Linked DNA regions of Mus musculus: region 2 is linked to region 1. The links are chromatin contacts, called in public ChIA-PET maps. All regions are on one chromosome and are shown on one strand. Each heading gives the region's core, a stretch centred on a gene start, on an enhancer-like site or on the middle of the called end of the contact. The rest is flanking DNA. Distances are from core to core; before and after follow the strand shown. Region 1 overlaps Gm40929 (a long non-coding RNA gene). Region 2 overlaps Ranbp9 (RAN binding protein 9).

What was found. ChIA-PET counts read pairs in DNA pulled down with a chosen protein or histone mark.
Region 2: a contact with region 1 is called in an RNA polymerase II ChIA-PET map of memory CD8 T cells, with 461 read pairs. The contact joins two enhancer-like sites. A contact is called at or near these places in 1 of 39 promoter capture datasets (frontonasal cranial neural crest), 1 of 15 datasets of contacts at CTCF or cohesin (large pre-B cells), 8 of 115 datasets of contacts at active chromatin or transcription factors (CD8 T cells, effector CD8 T cells, embryonic basal ganglia and 5 more) and 3 of 9 other capture datasets (adipose tissue, liver and pancreatic islet).

The regions. Positions count from the first base shown.
Region 1 is chr13:43,175,828-43,178,822 of GRCm38.p6, forward strand. All of the region lies in intron 3 of Gm40929 (a long non-coding RNA gene), which reads left to right. Among named protein-coding and RNA genes, the nearest start is that of Gm40929, 5.5 kb to the left of the region's middle. Within about 2 kb of position 1,709, at least 26 of the 459 cell types and tissues checked have an H3K27ac peak or open chromatin away from gene starts, as enhancers often do. A contact at or near this core is called in CD8 T cells, effector CD8 T cells and memory CD8 T cells, where this site is marked.
Region 2 is chr13:43,451,861-43,454,827 of GRCm38.p6, forward strand. The region is part of intron 2 of Ranbp9 (RAN binding protein 9); the gene reads right to left. Among named protein-coding and RNA genes, the nearest start is that of Gm26064, 27 kb to the left of the region's middle. Within about 2 kb of position 1,526, at least 56 of the 459 cell types and tissues checked have an H3K27ac peak or open chromatin away from gene starts, as enhancers often do. A contact at or near this core is called in CD8 T cells, effector CD8 T cells and memory CD8 T cells, where this site is marked.

The DNA of each region.
Region 1 (2,995 bases), core at 459-2,958:
CAGGTCAGAGGAGACTTCCTGGTCCCCGGGGTCCCAGGAAATGAAGGAGTTAATTTACTGCTGTGTACATGAGGAGTGTGTTTTAAGGGCACTGTGAAACCACTGAGGGGAAATGTCATGAGGTGGCCTGCTGGTCTAGACACTCGGGTGCTGCACATGGGTCTTGGGGTGGTAAACACGTATCCCTGGATGGTGTCTTGACATTCCGATTTGGTTCCCCTGTAGGCCTATTAAGCCCAACTAAGGGTCATTTGCTCTAGAGAGATTACATTTTGACTTCCACCTCTCTGTGATTGAGCTCAAACTCAATTTTAAATTTAAGTTCAAGTCAGGTTTAGCTGTCTCCGAATCATTGGTTGTCATTTTCACGATATGAAACTGTCTCTGACAGCGGGGCACAGACAGCGAGGCTTCTCAAGCTGCTAGTTAGGTAAAGCACTTTTCATTTGACTTCCCTGTAAAACAGGTGATGGGGAACTGTATGGCACGTTGGTCTGTCATGGGGATTGAAGAGAAGAAGCCCACGAAGCTCTTATGGTTATTTCCATAGCTAAAGCACGACAGCTACTGTTGTGGTCATAAAAAGATAAAGAAATATAAGAAAATGTTCTAAGGGGCTGTAGTAAAGTGTGGGGGAAGAGGGTGCCTCAGTGGGCCCATGCCAAGGCATCCCTCCCCCAAGGGACCAGGACACATGGTATAGTACAGAGTAGAGTTTATTAAGGGCATGGGGAAGGGAGCTCAGAGGGTAGTAGAGGCAGAGAAAGGCAGAGAGAGGGAGAGAGTAGAGAAGTAGAGGCCGGCCATGACCATGTGGGGTGGGGGAGGGAACAAGGGGGAAAGAGAGGCAAGAGAGAGGGGAGGGGGCAAGCAGCCCCTTTTATAGTGGGCCAGGCCTACCTATCTGTTGCCAGGTAACTGTGGGGGTGGAGTCCAGACAAAATACCAACAGCTACACCAGGAGTTTGATAAGCTGGGCTACAGGGGGAGGGCCCTCTTTGTCATCAATGCAGAGGAGCTTGAGGGTTTAGCAGGGGGAGGTTAGGCATCTGCATCTGTGCACCTGCAGAGCACACAGAAAGAAGTGGGGGCCACGTCACAGGGTTGCGCCTCATATGAGAGAGAGAGATGAGGATAGTTACTGTGCCATTGCCATGAAGAGACGCCAATACCAAAGCAACTCTTATGAAAGAAAGCATTTAACTTTAGGGTGCTTACAGTTCTGTAGGAGTAGTCAATTGGCATCATGGCAGGGAGCAGATAAGGCATGGTACTGGAGCAGTAGCTGAGAGCTTTGCATCCTGATCTGCAGGCAACAGACAGAGAGAGCAGAGACTGGGCCTGGCATGGGCTGTGAAACCTCAACCTCCGGTGACACTCTTCCTCCAACAAGGCCACGCCCCCTAATCCATCCTAAACAATTCACCAATTGGGATGAATGTGCACGTATCTGAGCCAGTGAGGGCCACTTTAAACCACCAGAGACAGACAGACTGTGTGTGCATGGTATGTGTGGTGTGCTGAGGATTTGACCCTAGGGCCTCTCACATGCTAAACAAATGCTCTCTGACTACTAACTGAGCTACTTCTCAACCTTCAAACACAAGCTTTTGACAAGATGGAAAGGTTTCTTTTTGATGTTGGTGTGGGGAACTGGCAGGAAATAGGCACAAGGCAACACCTTCTATTGAGGGCGCACAACTCATCGAAGAACGTTTCTCTAGCTCCCACTCTTTTCTAGGGACTTTCCCTCATTGCTAAGACTTAGTACCTGACACAAAATGGCCTATGAACAGGAGGAAGTGTTTCGTCTGGCTCACGGTGAAGTCACGGCAGTGAGAGGCAGCTAGTCACATTGCTTCGGCAGTCAGAAAGTGCAATTGATGGATACTGGCTTTCGGCTGCCTTCTTCCTTTCTCCCTTTACATTTTATTCCTCCTGGGTTTCCATAGAATGGTGCCATCTGTGTTCAGGGTGGATCTTCAGTCAAGCTGGCAGTACATTGTAGCAAGCAGATAATAAATGAGACAGGACGAATGAGTACATTTATTTTTTTCAGAGAGAAGAGATAGGTAAGGAGAATTTTGATTGAGCATTGCATACCTACTTACTTAAAGGACAGCGAGGTCGGAGAGATGGCTCAGCAGTCAGAGCACTTATTCCTGTACAAGTCCCTAATTTGATTCCCATCACCCACATGGTGGTTTAAAAACACCCACAAGCCTAGTTCTCTGGGATCAAACACCCTTTTCTGATCTTTGTGGGCACCAGACACGCATGGGGTGCACAGACATACAAACAGGCAAAACACTCATACACATAAAATAAATCATAAAAAAAAGAAAAAGAAAAAAGGGCAGGGAGGCTTAGTGTGCTTGGGATGGAGACAGAGAGACTGCAGAGCTGTCGGAGTCGTCAGGAAAGTTTGTGGGAAGGCCAGGCCAGTTTAGTCCCTCTGAGAACGTGGCCATTCCTCAAGGGAAACCAGAACTCCCCTCAGCTGACTTTCGTGTACGAGAGACGGCATTGGCTGCTGTACTGCAGAACAGACTCCAGGGGACTTGGATACAAGCACATGGGGCTGACTGGACAGTTGGGCAAAGGATGATAATGGTAATGACTTGGACCAAGGAAATCTTGAGGGAGAGGGGGGCAGGAGGGAAAGTCATAGATATACTTCTCTCTGTGTGTATACATACATGGGTATGCATATGTCTGCACGTGTCCATGTGCTTGTATGTGCATGTAGAGGCCAGAGGTTGGTGTCTGGTGTCTTCCTCAATCACTCTCCTTTGGAGGTTTTGAGACAGTGCCACTCAGTTATCCTGAAACTCACTGATTTAGCTAGACTCAGTTGCCAGCAAGTACCACAGATATCCTGTCTCCATCTTCCCCACGCTGGAAGAACAGGCCTATGCCTCTCTGCCTTGCTTTCGTCTGAGTTCTGGGTATGAAACTCGGGCCTTCATGTCTCCGGCCCATAGATATACTTTCA
Region 2 (2,967 bases), core at 276-2,775, 280 kb after region 1:
GGTCACTTTTCACACAGTAATTAAGTGCCTTGTTAAAGAACTTATCTTTTCTCTTACATCTTCCCCTCTCTCTCCATGTGGTCATGGCTGGACCCACTTCTCTATTCTCTCCCTTTCTCTGCCTCTACTACTCTCTTAACTCCCCTCCCCATGCCCTAAATAAACTCTATTCTATACTAAAAAACAAAACAAAACAAAACAAAACAAAACAAAACAAACTCATCTGGTTCTCCAACAAAAATGCAGCTTCCACCCTCCTTAATGCTTTCAAAATGCAAGTAAGCAAAAGCGACCTAGAGATTCCCAACCGGATGTCAAACACCATCTGTCACAGAAATAGACAAGTTCACCTTAAAACTGATTTGGAAACACAAAAGGCCTCAGACAGCCAAAACAATCCTCAGAAAACAAAACAAAACAAAAAAAACAATGCTAGAAGTATCAATATCCCCGATTTCCTGTAGTTATACTACAGGTACTGTAACAGAAACAGTTTGGCACTAGCACAAAAGCAGCCAGGTAAATCAGTGCGATGTAAACCTATACAGCTATTGTCCTCTGACTTCTAACAGGATGCCAAAAGTTTCACTTTTTTAACTCCCAAAAATTTAAAGGAAAAAAAACCCAGCCTCTTCAACAAACAGAACCAGGAAAATTTAATGTCTACACAAAGAAAGATGAAACTATGTCTCCCCATGCACAAAATCAAGTCCAAATGGATCATGACCTTAGCTTAAGACGTGAGACTCTAGAACTGGCAGAGGCAAGGGCTGCTGGAACAGAACTCTACACACTCACTACTGTACAACGGTAAAACACTGTAGAATGAGAAGAAAATTTCATGGCAAAGGAACTCGTTAATCAAATGAAGGGAGAAGCTACAGAAGGAATGAAAATCTTTACTAGCTACAAACTAGCAGGACAGATAAATACCTGGAATACACACAGAACTTTTAAAAATTTAACAAAAACAAACAAGACAACTCAATCAAAGCATGGCTATAGAACTGATAAAATTCTTAAAAGAAGAAGAGCTCTAACCATCTGGGAAGCTCAACTACAATGAGGCTCGTCTCACCCCAGTCCAAATGGCTATTATCCAGAGAACAAATGCTAGCATGGCGACTGGGAAGGGAACACTTATTCACTACTGATGACAGTGTAAACTGGTGCAGTCACCATGGAATCACTGTGGAGCACACTCAGAAAAGCTAGAAGTACAACACAGCATAAGCCCAAAGGACGCCCAACACACCAGAGACTCCTGCACATCCATGCTTGCTGCTGTTCTGTTCACAATAGCCAGGAAACAGAATCAGCCTAAACGTCCCTCAAGAGAACAGATTTATGTAAATATATGGTAAAATACACAATAGAACTTAATGAAAACAAGAAAAATGGACGCATGTTGTCTTTCATATGCAGACTCTATCTTTTAATTTTTCTGTATGTGCATTTGTGTAGAAGCCAGGAAACCAGAAAGGGGCCCATGTGAGACATAAAAAGAAACTTCACAGGAGAGCAGGAAGGGTGGTAGAGCACAGAAGATACGAAAGTAAAAAGGAAACTCCCAGGAACGGGAGGCTGTGGGGGCTGGGGCAGGAAGCTGTAAAAAGGGGACATCAATCAAAAACCAAGTAGGTATGAATAATGGATAAGGAAACCTAATCTTTTGTGAGCTAATTAAATACAACTCTTTGAGTTTTGGTTTTGTGGAGTCTTTTGGTTTTATTTTGTTTTTGTTTTGTTTAACAGGATTTCACTATATAACCCTGGCTGGCCTAGGACTGGCTACATGGACCAGGATGGCCTTGAACTAAGTCACGAGGATCTGCCTGCCTCTGCCTTGCAAGTGCTGGGGTAAGTGTACACCACCTCATCTGGCCCTACATAGAAAAGCAGAGCTAGTGAGATGGCTCCGAGTAGGGGTTCTCGTTACATACATACATACATACATACATACATATAAATGTAATTTTTTAAAAGATAAAGATAGTTCATGGTGAAAAGGGCTCAATGATCAATTAAAAATGTAGACTGGCAAGATAGCTAAGTGGGTAAATCACCTGCTGAAACCCTGACCATCTACATTCAATCTCTAGGTCCCATGTGGTACTAGACTGAAGTCCCTCAAGTTCTCCTCTGGCCTCCATACACAGGATATGGCACAAATGCACACATGCACACTCTCACGCACACACAGACTAAATTGCAGAAATTCTATTATTTTGAAATTTTTCATATTTGATCATACACATTCCTGTCCCCCAACTCATCCCAGAACCTTCCCCGCACCCACCCAGACCATGGAGTTGTTTCTGTGTTGTGCATCTACTCCTGAGGACACAGCCTGCCTTGGAGTGCAACTTGACAGACTTAGTGTTCCCAGCAAGTATCAAGTGCACAGCTTCTCGGTCAGGAGTGGGGTGGTGTGTCCACATCTACCTCTCCATGTTAGAATCCTGTCTGGCACAAACCTCTGCAGGTCTTGGGCACACTGTCAGTCTCTGTGAGGTTGTATATGCAATAAAAATTCTTTTTCTTAACCCAGGCAAGGGAGTGCCCACAGCCCACAGCTTACAACTCACTCAGTCACAGTCTCCGGTGCTTACAGGTCTAGCCGTGGACAAAAGAAAAGAGTGCCCTGTCCAGGTTGTCTCAGGTGATGTGTTTGCCCAGTACACTTTGTATTTCTGTCTACTGCAGATGCAAAGTACACACACACACACACACACACACACACACACACACGAATCCTCTCAGGAAGCTTTGCTTCTCTCTTCAGTTGTCTTTCACTGTAATGTATAACCCTGGCATCTTAGCAAATCCACCACAACCCACACAGGCTGCTTTTTTTTTTTTTTTTTGGTTTTTCGAGTCAGGGTTTCTCTGTGTAGCCCTGGCTGTCCTCGAACTCGGAAATCTGCCTGCCTCTGAGAGTGCACCACCACGCCAGGCTCAGGCTGC